Linked DNA regions of Sus scrofa: regions 2, 3, 4 and 5 are each linked to region 1. A link is a contact called in public Hi-C and HiChIP or PLAC-seq data. All regions are on one chromosome and are shown on one strand. The core of a region is the stretch at or near the end of the contact, and the rest is flanking DNA. Distances in the headings are between cores, read along the strand shown. Region 1 has its middle 40 kb from the start of PSMG1. Region 2 overlaps ETS2 (protein C-ets-2). Region 3 has its middle 37 kb from the start of ETS2. Region 4 has its middle 82 kb from the start of ETS2. Region 5 has its middle 110 kb from the start of ETS2.

What was found. A called contact is a pair of places that touch in the nucleus more often than the background predicts. HiChIP or PLAC-seq counts read pairs in DNA pulled down with a chosen protein or histone mark.
Region 2: a contact with region 1 is called in an H3K27ac HiChIP or PLAC-seq map of alveolar macrophages. The contact joins two enhancer-like sites. A contact is called at or near these places in 2 of 2 datasets of contacts at active chromatin or transcription factors (alveolar macrophages and skeletal muscle).
Region 3: a Hi-C map of liver shows a contact between it and region 1, with 4 times the contacts expected there. The contact joins two enhancer-like sites. A contact is called at or near these places in 1 of 47 Hi-C or Micro-C datasets (liver) and 2 of 2 datasets of contacts at active chromatin or transcription factors (alveolar macrophages and skeletal muscle).
Region 4: a contact with region 1 is called in an H3K27ac HiChIP or PLAC-seq map of alveolar macrophages. The contact joins two enhancer-like sites. A contact is called at or near these places in 1 of 47 Hi-C or Micro-C datasets (epiblast stem cells) and 1 of 2 datasets of contacts at active chromatin or transcription factors (alveolar macrophages).
Region 5: a contact with region 1 is called in an H3K27ac HiChIP or PLAC-seq map of alveolar macrophages. The contact joins two enhancer-like sites. A contact is called at or near these places in 6 of 47 Hi-C or Micro-C datasets (epiblast stem cells, fetal liver, liver and 3 more) and 2 of 2 datasets of contacts at active chromatin or transcription factors (alveolar macrophages and skeletal muscle).

Annotation. Positions count from the first base shown.
Region 1 is chr13:202,733,757-202,737,038 of Sscrofa11.1, reverse strand. No RefSeq gene overlaps it. Among named protein-coding and RNA genes, the nearest start is that of PSMG1, 40 kb to the left of the region's middle. Within about 2 kb of position 1,663, at least 24 of the 83 cell types and tissues checked have an H3K27ac peak or open chromatin away from gene starts, as enhancers often do. A contact at or near this core is called in alveolar macrophages, liver and retroperitoneal adipose tissue, where this site is marked.
Region 2 is chr13:202,482,944-202,486,225 of Sscrofa11.1, reverse strand. ETS2 (protein C-ets-2) reads right to left here. Exons shown (of 10, transcript XM_021070986.1): 10 at 2,692-3,282. Among named protein-coding and RNA genes, the nearest start is that of ETS2, 20 kb to the right of the region's middle. Within about 2 kb of position 1,560, at least 16 of the 83 cell types and tissues checked have an H3K27ac peak or open chromatin away from gene starts, as enhancers often do. A contact at or near this core is called in alveolar macrophages, where this site is marked.
Region 3 is chr13:202,500,147-202,503,428 of Sscrofa11.1, reverse strand. No RefSeq gene overlaps it. Among named protein-coding and RNA genes, the nearest start is that of ETS2, 37 kb to the right of the region's middle. Within about 2 kb of position 1,763, at least 13 of the 83 cell types and tissues checked have an H3K27ac peak or open chromatin away from gene starts, as enhancers often do. A contact at or near this core is called in liver, where this site is marked.
Region 4 is chr13:202,544,206-202,547,487 of Sscrofa11.1, reverse strand. No RefSeq gene overlaps it. Among named protein-coding and RNA genes, the nearest start is that of ETS2, 82 kb to the right of the region's middle. Within about 2 kb of position 1,742, at least 13 of the 83 cell types and tissues checked have an H3K27ac peak or open chromatin away from gene starts, as enhancers often do. A contact at or near this core is called in alveolar macrophages, where this site is marked.
Region 5 is chr13:202,575,197-202,578,478 of Sscrofa11.1, reverse strand. No RefSeq gene overlaps it. Among named protein-coding and RNA genes, the nearest start is that of ETS2, 110 kb to the right of the region's middle. Within about 2 kb of position 1,493, at least 24 of the 83 cell types and tissues checked have an H3K27ac peak or open chromatin away from gene starts, as enhancers often do. A contact at or near this core is called in alveolar macrophages, liver and retroperitoneal adipose tissue, where this site is marked.

The sequences.
Region 1 (3,282 bases), core at 414-2,913:
AGGATACGCAGAAATGGATTTTCATCTCCTTGAACGGCTTGGATGTGAGTGCCCTCACAAGTTCAAAGACGAAACGACCATTAGGAGAAGGAGCAAAGCGTTAGCTGGAGAACAGAGCGGCTCCCGTGGCCGACAAAGGAAGTATTAAAAGCTGCACATAAGCCCCGGGAAAACATGTACTCTTATTCCCTGACTCATTGTCCTTTTTAATACAGGCTGGATATATTTACATTACAACACTGTTCTGCTGAATTCGACTTAGAATTTTTTTTATTCTAAAACTTGAGCTAGAACGTCCATTTCTCGTTCATTATTTTTCAATATTTTCACGGCTGCACCCGAGGCATATAGAAAGTCTTTGGCCAGGGATTGGCTCCAAGCCACAGCTGCATCAATGCCGGATCCTTTTAACCCACTGCCCCGGGCCGGGGAGTAGAACCTGCGCCTTTGCCATGACCCAGGCCCCTGCAGTTGCCTTCTTAAGCCTCTGCACCTCAGTGGGAACTCCTAGAACGTCCATTTCTTTAAAGGCAGGCTCCACACTTGGGCATTTAAGGCAGTATTTTTCAACCTCATCTATTGACGTTTTGGCCCATGAGCCTTCTGGGTGGGGGTGGGGGGTAGGGGATGACGGCGCCTTGGCCAGCGTTCCTGGCCCGGGCTTCTAGATGCCAGCAGGCACCTCCTCCCCAGTGTGCCTGGGGACAACGGAGAATGTCTCCAGACATTGCCCAGTGTCCCTGGGGGCCAAGCCATCCCTGGTGGAGACCTGCTACTAGAGAGAGGTTGGAGAGAGGGCAGATGGAGGGGCCGGCCACACCCGTGACACCACTGCACCTGGACTTTCCCGCACGGGGAGACGGCCCGGTGAGGGGGCTGAGGTCCTCTGGGCCCTTATTTCATCCACCTGGGTGGGGGGCAGCGGGTCCGTGTACCCACGTTTGTGTTGGGTGTACACTGGGGGTCGGACTGAGGTGCCGAGTGTTGCCTGTGCTCAGCTGCCATAGATGAGCGCCCGTTTCTCCCAGTCGTGAACCAGTTTGTGCCCACTGCAGGGGTCCACAGCCTCACCAATGCTTGGTATTCCTCACATGGGCATTTGGGCAGCTGTGTGGGATTTTAGGTTGCACTTTCTCTTTCTTTCTTCTTTTCTTTGTCTTTTTTTTTAGGGCTGCACCCACGGTATATGGAAGTACCCAGGCTAGTGGGGGAATCAGAGCTGCAGCTGCCAGCCTACACCACAGCCACAGCAACGCAGGATCCAAGCCACGTCTGCAACCTCAAGGCAACGCTGGATCTTTAACTGACTGAGGGAGGCCAGCGATTGAACCTGCATCCTCGTGGAAACTAGTTGGGTTTGTAACCTGCTGAGCCACAATGGGAAGTCCTGGGTTACATTTTTTGATGACTAAGGACCTTTGGCATTTTTCCGAATGTTTTACTTAATTGGAAAAAAATTAAATACGCGCGCGCGCGCGCGTGTGTGTGTGTATGTGAGAAGAGGGAGTGGAATACATAGAAGGGTGGAACCACAAAACCCCAGGGCCGGCCCCAGCCCGAGTCCTCAGCAACGTGGCGCCTTTCTTGGGCTTCTCAGGCCCCCACCCTTCACGATGCCAGGAGCTGGGGTCGCCTTTCTGTCGCCAAGCTGGGAAACAGTGCAGCAGAAAGCCTCTAGATGGCGCTGAATCCCGGAGGTTTAGATGTCAAGGCCCTTTCTATAGGGTCCAAGGCAGCATCCCGACCCGACTTTGACCTGCTTTGCAAGCTGAGCCCTGCCTGGCACCTGGGTTCAGAGATGCTGTGGGAGGTGTGCACGCACACGTGTCTGTGTGTGTGTGTTTCCTGTGTGTGTGTAGGGTGTGTGCGTGGGGTGCGTGTGGTGTGTGTGTGTGTGTGTGTGTGCCGTGGGTGTTGGGGAGGGTGTGTATGCTGTGTTGTGTGTGCTGTGTGTGTGTGTGTGTGTGGGGGGTGCTGGGGTTGGGGGGAAGGGGAGGGCATCCCGTATTCCAGAAGGAGAGTGGGTTCTTGCTGGGTCAGGAAGTGGTGCCAGAATCTCTTAGGAGACAGTTCCCCCGAAGGACACAGGTACGCAAATGACTTCAAGTTCAAAACTCAAAAGGCACAAAGAGACTCAGAGTAAAGCAAGCGTCCCTTCCACTCTGTCCCCAGCCTCTGCTTGTCCCTCTTCTGCAGTGGAAATAAACACAGTGAAACAAAGGTATGTAACGTGTGTGTCTGTGCGCCCGCGGGGGTCTTGCCTGGAACCCCAGGAGCATCTCTTGCCGCCTGGGCGCCCGCTGGGTCTGCAGCCCTCACCCGGCGGATGGTTTCCTGCCGCCACGAGGGGTGGGGAGGCTCTAGCCGCTGAGGTTCCCCCCACACATAGGCACACACGTTGCTTTCCTTCGAGTTCCTTCCAAGGTTGGCTATTTACAGATGTGGGCGTGGTCCCTCCAAAAGGGCCTCCCCTTCCCTTTGAAAATGGAAATCGCGCTTCTTAGCATTGTTCCTTTTGCCTTGGCGGATGCTTTCTCAAATGGAAAAATACCATAAATATACTCAGGAAAAAAGTCATATCTTGCTCCCCAATTATTTGAGGGACAAAAGGTCAGATTTCTTAAATTGGAGTCTGCAGTTTCACCTTTTCCCGCCTCAGTCGTTTCCCAGGCGGGCAGGTGCTGGGACCTGCGCGGGCCACCCCGACCAGCCTGGGTCTAGACTCCCAGCTGCGGGTGCCCGGCTGCCTCCAGCTGGACGCGCTCTCCTGGAACACAGATCTGAGCGTGTGCATGTGCAGGTGTATGTGAGAGAGGTCTGGTTCCTTTTTGGGGGGTAATTTTGGGGAAAGCAATCATTACCAGTTAGGGTGGAAAATAAGCTCCCTTTCTTCTTGACGGTGAGACTGAGGGATGCTGGCTGAACCCTCCGTGTCTTTCTTAGATGTTCAGCGCCACTTTGGCTGTGCGTGTGGGCGAGTCTTCTAGTTCTCTGATGACTTTAATTTTGGCAGATGGGCTGGGGTGCACGGAGAAATGTCCACGTGTGCTCCATGTGCCAGAAACGAGTTGGCTCTGTTTCCTTAAATTGGAATACCTGAGCGTGTTCAAAGATGGTTCTTTGCATCCACAGTGAGACCTGTGCCAGGGCTGGGGTGGGGCTTGCACCCCAGACCTCCTCCAGCGGGACCAGTGGCCCCTGGTGGCCTCTTGGGGTGTGACTTTTGAGTATAGTACTGATGATATGGGATCTGAGGCTCTCCCCTGCCCTTCAAACCCAGTG
Region 2 (3,282 bases), core at 311-2,810, 250 kb after region 1:
AAGGATCGAACCCACATCCTCATGGATACTAGTTGGGATTGTTACCACTGAACCACAACAGGAACTCCTCATTACTTTTTTAAAAGTGTCGTTGATTTATAATATTGTGTTAGTTTCAGATGTACAGCGTAGTAATCCAGTATATTTGCAGATTATATTCCACTCTAGGTTATTATAAGATAATGAGTACAATTCCCTGTGCTATACAGCATATCCTTGTTGCCTCTCTGTTTTATGTATGGTAGAGTGTATCTGTTAACCCCATACCCCTCCCCTTGTAACCCCCCCTTTACCCCTCCCCCAACCGCAAGTTTGTATTCTCTATCTGAAAGTCTGTTTCTGTCTTGCATATACATTAGATTGTATTATTCTTCAGACACCACATAGGTTACAGCATATGGTATTTGGAGAATTATTTTTTTGCTTTAAATAAAAAGTGCTTCCTCTCAACTGGCTCTGAAAGGGTAATATTGGAAATACAGACACTGGATTAGTGAGACAAAGGGAAAATGTTTATCTTCCCACCTCCCTGCCCCGCTTCGACTCCTGTTGTTCTTGGTGAGAGTCTCTGATTTCTAGAACAGTCCTCAAAGTGAAGTCCAAAGACAACACCCTTTCAGGGGGTATCCTCAATGTCAAAATATTTTTATAACAATTAAATATTTGCTTTTTAAACTTTGTTGATGTCTGCACTGATGGTGCAAAATCAAAGGCGGGTAAAACTGCACTGGATCATAATGCATTTTTTGCCAGGTACTCGCAGGGGAAAAAAATACCAGTTTTCTTTAAAACTATCCCTGAGGAAGTAGTAAAAATTAAGTTTCTTAATAAGTAAATACACATCTTTTTCATTTCTGGGTAATAATATGGAAGGTACACAGTTCTAGTGCTACTGAAGTAGACTGGTTGTCCCGGAAAATGCAGTGGTGTGTTTGAGTTGCAAGCTAAACTAACCACCTCATTCATAAGCACCATTTGTATTTGAAAGAACTGATGAATTACATTTATTCAGACTTGTGTATTTGACAGGTATTTCAAAAAGTAAATGAAATACCTTTTGGAAAAGGTATTTAAAAAAAAAAATGGAGTTCCTGTCATGGTGCAGCAAAAGCGAATCCGACTAGGAGCCGCAAGGTTGTCAGTTCGATTTCTGGCCTGGCTCAGTGGGTTAAGGATCTGGCATTGCTGTGAGCTGTGGTGTAGGTTGCAGACACAGCTCAGTTCTAATGTTGCTGTGGCTGTGTATAGGTCAGCAGCTGTAGCTCTGACTGCACTCCTAGCCTGGAAACCTCCATATGCCACGGGTGTGGCCTTAAAAAGCAAAAAAAACCAAAACCCAAAAACCAACCAAACAAAAAACCCTTAGAATATCTGTTGCCCATGATAAAATTTGAGCTTTCAAGTGAAATTTTGAATTTTTTGAAAACTTGCATCTGCCACTGTGAGCTTGATAGCTTCTCAGGGATTTTTTCTGGTGAAATTAGTGGTGGTAGTAACTACTGTGATAGTTTGATAGTGTATGTTGAAATGGGTCAACATTTTGAAGCAATATTTTCCGATGACTAATGCGTGTTACAAAATCACACACGGGTAAAAGATCCACTCAAAGTGCAAGACGGATCAACGTAATTTATTGCAATCATAGGCAAGTTTATTGATACGGTTTCATATTCTAACAGCAATTAACCTTTAAGAAACTATCATTTGTCGGTTTAGGTGTACTATAAAACAATATGCCATTATCAGCTCATAAACACTCCTCCCTCTTCCAATCACAGATCTGTGTGAGGCCTCATTTCCCTCAAAATGTATCACAACAGACTGATGCAGAAGCCAGTATCAGAATCCAGCTCTTTGCTATTAAACCAGACATCAGAGATTTGAAAACATGTGAAACAATGCCATTCTCACTTTGGGGGAAAAATTATTTCTCCGAAAAATGTGAATGTGGACATGTTATTTTAAAAAGGAGCCATATTTTAAAGTTTGTTTTAATTTCTAACATTGATGACCAGTGGTGAGCTGGTAAAACCAGCTCCCTGAGAAGGGTTGGGGGTGGGGGAGCCCCGAGTTGGAGTGTTTGCCAGTTTCCATGGTGTAAATACTCATTCCGACCAAGTTCAAGCTACCAACACCTCACTGAGGCAAAGTGGGGAAGAGGCCTGCACCATTAGCCTGTGGCCAGTGGGTGCCAGGACGCCAATGATATAATCCACCTAGTTTTTGGAATCCTCAGATTTTGGAGCGTGAAAAGGAGGCCCAAGAATGAATGTGAGCACAGGTGTCCTGGGGCCATCGCCTTTGTCTTTGGCAAGTCACCTTGGCAACGTCAGCGCTCTAGGAGTCCTGGCCTCAATTACAAAAGTTCCTGAACTCCACATCCTCATGTTCTTAATAGAAACATCCTAAAATCTACCTCTGCCAAACTTTGAGCAAAGACAAGCTGCCTGCAGCTTTCTACTCTAATCTCTCCTGGAAAGAATTTTTTGCTTTAAGAAACACTTTTGGGGAATTCCCTCAGGAAGGGCTCACATTTGGCTCCAGCCTGATCCCGATTTACCAGGCGATGGGTATGACCAGTTCCAGGGAGATGTGACGCTGAGCGACAGAACTGCTGAGTGGCCAGAGGCTCTGGCCCCAGCACCCCCACTCCATGTTGGGATGGGGACAAAGCATGAGGACCCTTACGAGGAGGAGTTTATATAAACAAAATACTTTATTATTGGAGAGAGAAAAAGCCAAATTACAAAATTTTTATACTTAAGTTCTGTTCTTTACCACGCCAAAGGTTGACAAGGGACTTTTAATGTCCCATAACTCTTTGAGTTGAACCACATGAAACTGCCAACCCTGTAGATAAAACAGACAAATATTGGCAGTTTCACAGGGTCCAACCCCACGTAAAACAAGCTGATGGCTGAGATTTCTTTCAGCAGCAAGATATTCCAGTCACATGTCTGTTGATGTTTTAAACAGATGTCCGAGAGATAAACAGGTCCTGCGTGAGAAAAACATCCTGTGCTTAAAGACATGGGAAGGGATCTTGGGTCAGGACTGAGACCGAGTCACCCCCGTGCTGGTTCTGTCCTTCTCGCTTGCCCCACCACCCAATGCCCCGTTCCCGCTCATCGCATGGATGGTTCGATCCTTCTTTGCAGATGTCACTGCTGGCCCACTTGTCCCTCATGCTGCTAGGGAAGGCCGTCTGACTTTGAAGTCAACTCGACTTGATCATTCGCCAAAGCCAGGAGCACATACTGACCCAGGGGTTCCTCTGGAACG
Region 3 (3,282 bases), core at 514-3,013, 230 kb after region 1:
TTAGTTGTAAATTTTAGCATTCCTTTCTTAACAATTTATAAAACAAGTAAACAGAAACTCAGTAAGGATATTATTCACCAACTTGACCTGTCATAAAAATGTCTACTCACACTGCAAAATATCCATTCTTTTCAAATGTACATTGAACATAACCCAAGATAGTTCATGTGCTGGGTCACAGAATAAGCTTCAACAAATTTTAAAAGGATTGAAATCATTCAAAGTTTATGCTTTGCTTACCGAAACAATTTAATAAGAGGTCAGGGATCTGGCATTGCTGTGGCTATGGTGTAGGCCAGCAACTGTAGCTCCAATTTGACCCCTAGCCTGGGAACTTCCATATGCCAAAGTGCAGCCTTAAAAAGCAAAAGAAAAAAGAAAAACAAATCAGCAACAGAAGAATATCTGGAAAACCTTCAAATATTTGGAAATTAAACAGCATACTTCTAAAATAACCCAGGGGTCAAAGCAGAAACCACAAGAGAGATTAGGAATATTTGAACTAAATAAGAATTAAAATACAACATAGCAAAATTTGTAAGATATAGCTTTAAAAAATGAATTAAGGACTTCCTTTCGTGGCTCAGCCATTAACGAACCTGACTAGGATCTATAAGGATGTGGGTTCCATCCCTGTCCTCTCTCAGTGGGTTAAGGAGCTGTGGTGTAGATCACAGACAGGGCTTGGATCCCATGTTGCTGTGGCTGTGGGGTAGGCTCCAAGTCGACTCCTAGCCTGGGAACTTCATATGCCTCAGGTGTGGCCCTAAAAAGAAAAAAAAAAAAAAAAAGAGAATTAAGCTTCCATCTTAAAATGCAGGAGAAGGAAAAAAGAAAAATAAATACAAAAATAGGAAATAAACATAAAAGTAGAAATCAATGAAATAAAAAAACAATAAATAACCACATGAGCGAAAACCACGTCTCATCTTTGAAAAAAAAAATTACTCAGTGGAAATACAGTATTTCTGATGTTTTAAATGTTATTTTTAACAAGCAAGAAAAAACCCAAGCATGATTCTAATATGTAGAGAAAATTACGTGATACTTCGGTATGTATTCTTCCAGGAATTTTTTTCAATGCTTAAATTTATATTTTTTCCTAAAACAAATATTGAACATGTGCTTTGTAAACTATTTGTTTCACTTAAATGTATGTGATAACCAGATTTTTGTGCCATGAAATACACCTATTCTTACTTATTAATTTCATGAAAGAATTGAATTTAATAAATATTTATTCAAATTTCTTCTTACAGATTAAAAAAATAATGAAATTCATAAAACTTCAACTAGACTTACTCAGAAAAAAAAGAGAGAAGACACAAATTACCACTTCAGGAATGAAATGGAGGCATCACTACAGATACTATAGCTTTTAACATGATAATAGAAAATAAGAGCAATATGACTCCAACTACTTCGATAATGTAAATGAAATGATAAAGTATTTGTCCCACTATTACTTTGGTTGGATTTAAGATAGTCCTTATTTTTAAGATAAACATGCAGAAATATCTGCCATTTCAAATACTCAAATGGTTCCGCACAACTTTGACAACTGGCGAGTTGAACTTTTGAATCTAATTGGTGGCTGTGAGAATGTTCACCCTTTTCTTCTTTGGTCTTGTCTGCGTATTCGAACATGTTCGTAACACAAAGTTGGGAAAAAGAGATCAGGCATCAAAGCTTTCAGCAGAAAAGCTCTCACACCAGATTCTGCATTTGAAATCGGCCCATGGTAGGAAGGGCAGAGTTTTGCCCAGAGGGCGGTGTTGTGAACCTTCCCTCTGTGTCAGGAAGAAGCTTCTTGATGGGGATGCTGGTGGACCCTGGAACATTTTGCAAGAGGAACACGGAGAAAAGGACCTAAATCACTGGGCGACCAGTCTTGCCCTTTCCCCAGGAGCAAAAGCCAACAAAAATATGTAGTAGCTTAATCTAGAGGTCCAGCTACCAACAACAACCTTTAAAGAGCCTCGGGGGCAGTCAGCCATGGGCCTTGCTCTGTAAACAGAGGCCTGACATACTTGATCCCTCCCAGAGGTTGGAAAAAGAGGGCTTGGCTCACACAGACATGAAACTTAGCCTAATTGGATACTAATTACTCATAAGAGCCTTGTTTACCCAAACGTCCCGTAAACCAGTTTGGTATGAAATAAGAGCAGGCAGAAGGAAGCAGAATCACTGCTAGGAAAATGACACCAATAGGCTTATTCAATCCCGAAAGTCCTTTTTTTTTTTCCAGAAATGTGATTGCTAATTGCACAAGAATAAACAATACATGAGTTGATAAATGCCGTGTTAAGGGCTGAGAACAACTTTTCTCCATTCCAAAGGAGCTGTGTGTTTACAGTGAGTGAAACTGAAAGTCAGAATAGTTGGCCTTCCAGAGTCACAAGGGATGAGACAGGCAGAATTCCCCGTGTTTCCATCTTACCGCTTTACGAGGAGAGGATCTGTCAAGGAACCGGACTATCGCTTGGTTACCATTTTCGTCAAGTATAAGGAAGAGGCCTGGTGATGTGAGTTTCCTCTTGGCCTTGGGTCCTGGCTGATGTTTGGGCATCCAGCCACCCTCTCCATCTGGGCCCAAACCTGCGAGGGAGCCACGGGGAGGAACAGCATCAAGACTCTCTTGCGGGATGAAATTGAACCACTTTCTCCCCTTTTTCTCATGAGGACTTTGTTCAAGAAGTAGAGCATCTCTGTCATCGATGCTGTTATAGACACCAGGTGCAGTGAAAAGAAGGCAAAATAGATCACTACTTTTATGCAGCTCACTTTGTGATCGATGGCATAAAATCAAAAATACTTATTATTATTATTATTATTTTGGCTGCACTCACGGCATGCAGAAGTTCAGAAGTTCGCCAGCCAGGAATCGAACCCACACCACAGCAGCAACCTGAGCCATAGCCATGACAAGGCCAGGTCCTCAACCTGATGAGCCACCAGGGAACTCCCAAAATTATTTAAATAAGAAAAGAAAGATGTGAGGAAGGCTTTGGACTTAGAAACTGTGGGCTTTCATCCCAGTTTTGTAGCTTGCTTGCTGAATCATGAGACCTTTGCACCCCCCCACCCCCTTTAGACCTCAAGGTCTCATTCATTGGAGTGAAAACTTGACCAAATTCCCAGTAACAACCCTTCCAGCCTGACCTTTGTAAGGGAGATCTGAGTACGGCCCAGTGGAAAGAATGTGGGCTTTGGAGTAAAACACTTGTGTTGCTCACTTATTAAATCTCTGATTTTTTTTTTTTTTTTTTCTGTCCATACCCA
Region 4 (3,282 bases), core at 493-2,992, 190 kb after region 1:
TCCAGGTGGGACCTAAATGCCATCACAAGTGCTCCAAAATGTAGATGGGGTGGTGGTGGGGGGGTTGACACGGAAGAGAAGGCCGTGATGGCAGAAGCAAGATGCTACACCACTGACTTTGAAGCTGGAGGAAGGGACCACCAACCAAGGACCTGAGGGAAGCAGCTCTGGATGCTGGAAAAGGCCAGGAAAGAGATGCACCCCAGTAGCCCCAGGGCAGAGCACAGCCCAGGGAAACGGGTTGGGGATTTCTGGCCTCTAGACTTGCCAGAGCCTATATTGCATTGTTTTAAATTTCCAAGTTAGCGGTAGTTTGTTACAGCAGCAAGTAGAAACTAATACCCCAAGCTAAATGACTTCTCTGTAATGAGGCCCTCCTGCCTGATGGTGATCAGAGACCCAACTGCTTCTCAGCCAGGGTCCACAAAGGAGATGGAGGCTCTGGGTGGCAGCCTGCATGGAAGAATTTCTGCTGCATTAGCCAGCCCGGGCTGCCGAAACAAAGTACTGTACACCCGGGGCTTAAACAGCAGAAGGTTGTTGTCTTGTAATTCCGGAGGCTGCAAGTCTAGATCGAGGTGCTGGCGGTGGTTCCTCCCGAGGCCTCTCTCCTTGGCTTGTAGATGGTGTCTCCCCCTACCCACCCCCACTCCCCACCCCCGGTCCTCCCACGGTCATCCCTCTGAGTGCGTTTGTGTCCCCATATTAGGGACCAGTCCTATTGGATTAAGGCCCATGTGACTCCCTTTTATCTTCATTATCTCTTGTCAAGATCCCATCTCCAAATGCAGTCAGCTTCTGAGTTACCAAGGGTTAAGACTTCAGCATCTGAAGCTGAGGGGGACACGGTTCAGCCCATAGCACAGTGGTCTGGAATGATATTGCCGTTATCTATATCCACATAAAGATGCTTTCAGACACACCCCTGCTTACAATTTGGGCCCGTGTATAAAAGGCAGAAGAGCCCAGAAGTGGAAATCCGTGGTGCCAGGAAGTTCTGCCAGCTTGAAGCCCTGCATCCAGGTCCTTTTCACGGGGAGGACCTAGCGGGGTGTGTCCCAGCTGCTGGACGCTCTGAGCAGCCCCCAGCCCAGGGGTCTCTGCCTGCCCATGTCTATGGCCCTGGCCCACTCCGGGACTTCTCCTTCTGATGCTCAGCAAACCGCACTTCGCTGTCCACGAGGCACCCGTCAAACATTCGGAAAACCCACCCCACAGACTGAAATAGAAACTCATTTGTTTACCGGAGTGTGACAAAAGGAGGGAGGTATTTAATTTTGGAAGGAGCTGAGCCAGCTTTTTTATCGGTCTTTTTTTTTTTTTTTTTTTTGGCCATGCAGGCGGCACACAAAAATTTCAGGGGGCCAGGGATTGAACCCAAGCTACTGCAGTGACAAGTGACAGCGCCAGATCCTTAACCGCTGCACCACGGGGGAACTCCAGGGTTTTTTTTTTTTTTTTTCCTGGCACAAAATCCTGCCTAGTAAACTCCCAAAATGGGCTTCCTTCTTACCCACCCACCCACATTTTGGATGGGCTCATTCTCTGTGGTTAGGGGGCGCCATGTACACTGTGGGGTGTTGGCAGCATCTCTTCCCTTAGCATTTGATGCCAGGGGCACCTGCTCCACTTGTGCCAACCAAAAATGTCTCCAAACATGGCCAGGGTCTCCCGTGAGAAGGACTGATGTGAATAAACCGCAGAGAAAAACAGGAAGGGTGGAGGGCGTGGCCAGTGTCCTGGCTTTGCCCTCTTTGTTGAGACTACGATAAGCTGTGGGCAGTGTGTGGATAATGGCTTGGAATGTTTAAGGTGGAGGAGGGACCAGCAGAGAAGGTAAGTGTCCCCCTCAGCCGTGGTAAGGGGGACAGGAGGCCAGTTCTTTGGCTGTTGAATCAGACATCTCCTCCACTGGCCCCCTGGGTGGCTTGGGGCTGCAGGTGACAACAGAGGGACCTCAGAGAACAGGTGGCGTCTTCGCCCTCCTCCTTGTTACCGAGCAGGACCCCGCGAGGCCTCCCCAGAGTGGAGCCCCACTCATGTCCTCCACCTGCCTTTTTATAAAAAACTTTAGTCACAGAACCAATTTAATCAGAGAAGCAAAAAAAAAAAAAAACCCAAAAAAACAACAACAAAAAACAACAACAACAACAACAACAACAAAAACAGAGAAAAAAGAAACAGCAATAATAACTTAGCCATTCAACAAAGTCAAGGACCTTTGGTTCTTCTTCAAGGACCATAGATAATATTCTGAGCTGTGTCCTTGGGGCTATCTGGCAGGTGCTGAAGCACCCACCAGGTGGAAGAAGTTAACTGTGTGCTGCCCACAAGCACCTAGACCCCAGACCCACTGGAACCAGAAGGTTGATGACGTGGACGCCCAATGACCTCACCACCAGCCAATCAGGAAAGAGTCCATGAGCTGACCACGCCCTGCTCCCAAACACTATCAGACTCCTCACTGCCCCCTCCAAGGTGTGGGGGGGCACAGTCCTTGAGGCACTCGCCTGCTGTGCCCCCTCTTTGCCTGGCAGTTAAAGCTACTTTTTCGGTTTCCTCCAACTCTGTCCCTGCGTGTCTGTTTGGCGTTGGTGTACAGAGTGGCGGAGATTTCTGCCACCTCTTCTCCTAGGATACTCTGGGGGTGCTGCCCACATCTGTAAACTCTGCCCCCGGCACATGCCGCCCTCCCTCAGCTCGTCATGCATACTTCCGGACTCAGGGCCTTTGCACAGATGCTTCACCCTCACCCGAAGCTTTCCTCCTGTTTTTGCTCTCTGAGGTCTCAGCTTGGCTGTAGCTTCACCACCCATCTAAAACCACCCCCAGCCCTCCTGAGCACATTGCTTTGCTTTCTGTTCTTCACAGCCCTGTGTTTATCTGCAGAAGGAGATCTGGAGGCTCTCACTTGAAGCTTCGCCTGGGCTGCCCCTGCCGGCCTCCTGTCTTCTGGTTTTTTACAATCAACAGAGTTTGCAAAAGTTCAGGTCAAGCTCCGGCTGGCTGTTCTCCATTCCAGAGCAAGGGACGGCCCTCGGCTTCCCAACCCCATCCCTGGAGCACCAGAGCAGTCTTTTCCTAGCATGCTCTGGGGTCTGCTTGTTTATTTCTGTGCAAGACTCCAACCACCCCTGCCTTCCAGGACCACAAAGTGGGTACGTTGTTGGGAGGGGATCTCCTGTGGCTTATCCTAGGGCTTCCAGCAGGTTTCTCAACCTTCTTTCTTCCCAGATTTTAAAGGAGGGCAGGGAAGCACGGGGGAAGGCCAATAAACTGGCG
Region 5 (3,282 bases), core at 244-2,743, 160 kb after region 1:
TGAACTGAATCATGTCTGCAAATGCCCTTTTCCAAAGAAGGTCATGTTTCCAAGGTCAAGGATGAGGATGGAGACGTAGCTTAGGGGAGGGGGACCATTCACTCCAGCCACACCAGCTGCCGGGCTTGTGGCAGCGCTGGTTAACATCCCCTCCTCCCCCCACCTCACGGCAACTCAGAGCATCCCAGGTGCTCTCCTAGGTTTTACTGGGCAAACTTCTCGCCCTCATTTTCACATGAGTCACGCCTGAAAGTCCTTCAGCTCAGAAGAACAGCATTTTCAGAAACACGATATCAAATTGTATTCTGTTAATTGGAAAACGGTTCAAGGAATAGGTGCAAAACCCAGGTTAATCATCGCCCAGGTTAACTGAGGTAGCACCTGCTGGGATATTTGCTTTGGACGGCTTTGCATTTGAGGTTGGAGCTTAATTGCCTCTTCATTTCAGAGGATCAATACGTTACTTGTTTAAAAGAAATACTTGCACAACAAGGTCCTTCTGGATAGCACAGAGAACTATATCCAATAACCTAGGATAAATCATAATGGAAAAGAATATATAAATATTCTTATATAAAAAATATATAATATATACAATAAATATATGACTATATATAAAATTCATGTATATATGAATGACTTTACTGTACAACAGAAATTAACACCACATTGTAAATCAACCATACTGCAATTTAAAAAAAGAAAAAAAAATACTTGCAAGTCCTGGGAATAAGGAGGGAAACTTTTCTCCATGTTGAACTGCTCTATTTTCTCTTTTATTTTATTATTTTACATTTTTAGAAATTAAAGTATGGTTGATTTACAATGTCATGCCAGTTTCTGCTCTGTAGCATAGTGACTCAGCCATACTCTTCTTTTTCTCATATTATCTTCCATCATGTTCTATCCTAAGAGACTGGATAGAGTTCCCCATGCAGTACAGCAGGACCTCATGGCTTATCCATTCTAAATGGAATAGTTTGCATCTACTAACCCCAAACTCTCTGTCCAGCCCACTCTCTCCCCCCTGCGCCTTGGCAACCACAAGTCTGTTCTCCGTGGCTGTGGGTTTGTCTCTGTTTTGTAGATAAGTTTCTTTCTGCCATATATTAGATTCCATGTATAAGTGATATCATATGGTATTTGTCTTTCTCTTTCTGACTTACTTCACTTAGTCTGAGGCTCTCTAGTTGCATCCAGGTTGCTGCCAATGTTATTAATTAATAAGCCCTGCATGATAAAACCCCAAAGACCTTGAAACTTAGCTTTTACTCATTTCTAATCATGATCTCAAAAAACAGCCCATCTTTAGCACAAACGGGAATCAGTTTACATGTTGTGGTCCGGGCTCATCCCTCTTCCAGGGTCAGCCGGTTCAGGGTGGCCTCAGGGCAGAGGCAAACGTGTGACCCACGGCCCCTGCTTTCAGCTCGTTGACTCCTGCATCCAAGTGTTCTTTCCTGTTAGTAAACAGAGATCGTGACCTCATCGCGGCTGCCGGGAATCACATGGCCACCGACCGCTCTGGGCGCCTGTCAGCACGGGTCACAGACACAGATGGGGACTCTGCCACCCCCGGGAGACTTCCTGCTGAGACTCCCAGGTCTGGACATGGTCCAGGGCTGAGGGGGAGGAGGCAGGGTCTGCAGGGGTCACTGCGGTCTCTCTGCCCATCATATATCACACCCCTACCCACACCCAGCGCGACCCCACTCCCCTCTCCACCCCCTTGTGCCCCCGCCATCCTGCCACTCTCCTCTCTGGTCCCCCAGCTGCCCGCTCCCCTCAGCCAGCTCTGCACCGAGGGAGCCTGGAGGGAAGCAAGTCCTTGCTTCCTTCCCACAAAGCAGTGGCTCCACATCACTCATGGATGAGCTGGCCTCTTGCTCCCTCTACCTGAAGGGACCCCTCTTCCTGGACAACCCCTGGCTCCTCTGCACCTCATTAAGCTCTTTGCTCTAAGGCCACCTTCGTCCCCCACCCCCCAGTTGCAGCCCCTACCCCAACCCCTTCTCCCCAGCACTGGTTTTTTCGAAGTATAGTTGATTCACGATGTTGGGTTAGTTTCTGGTGTGCAGCAAAGCGATTGGGTTTTATATATGCCTCTGTGTGTGTATATATATATATACTTCGTCATTACAGGTTATTATGAGATATCGAGTATAGCTCCCTGAGCTACGCAGTAGGTTCTCATCAGTTCTCTGTCATATATAGAGTAGTATGTATCTGTTCATCCCAAACTTCCAAGTATCCTCCCCTTTTCCCCCTCTGGTAACCGTAAGCTTGGTTTTCTATGTGGGTCTATTTCTGTTTTATAAATAACTTCATCGGTATTATTTTTTAGATTCCACATATAGGTGGTCTCTTATGATATTTGACTTCCTCTGACTTATTTCACGTAGTGTGATACTGTCTCGGTCCATCCGTGTCGCTGCGAATGGCGTATTTCATTCTATGTGACGACCGAGTAATATTCCATTGTGCATATGTGCCACATCTTTATCCAGTCCTCTGTCAATGGACACTTCGATTGCTTCCATGTCTTGGCTACTGTGAACAGTCCCAGCTTGCTTTATCTCAGAGCGCACCACCAGGTGATAGGGTTTTCTTAGCATGTGCCTCCCTGACCCCCATTGGATGGAAGCTCTAAGGTCAGAGTGAGTTTGGGGCTTTGCTTTCTTTGGAAGCAGAGAAGCAAAGCCCCAAACTCATTTCCCTAGTGCCCACAGCCAATCCCCGTGGGCGCTCAGTCCTACGGCTGAAGAGAGGGAGTCAGTATGAACCTGCAGGAATGAACCAAGAGCAGCAGTGGCCACTGTCCTGTCAACCGATCTGTTCAGAAACAGACTTGTCACTCCTCTCCGAAGTGAGTCAGCTGCTTCGGGGCCTCACAATTCTTCCTCCCTTCTCGCCCACAGACTTTTTAAATAAATGATGAAAGCCTGGGTCACGTGCAACCCCTGTGGGCTGTGTGCTCTTCCAGCCCTGCGTGTGGCACTGACCATGTAATTTTCCATGCACTAGTTGAAGGAGGCGGTAGATTGCCACCAAGAAAGAGGAAGAAACTGGTGGTGATGTTGACAGTGGGACCTGACTGGGGAAACCCAGGGGTGGCCAGGATTTAAAGCCACCTGCTTCCAGCAGGTGCAGAGCCTCGACTTAGAAGCACCAAAACAGAATGTATTTATTACCCCTTATCTAAGACTACACATTTGCAGTTGACCCTGCCCCTACATTTATTCCTGAGAAAAGCAGCATTGTCTATGGTGTGGCTTGAATAAC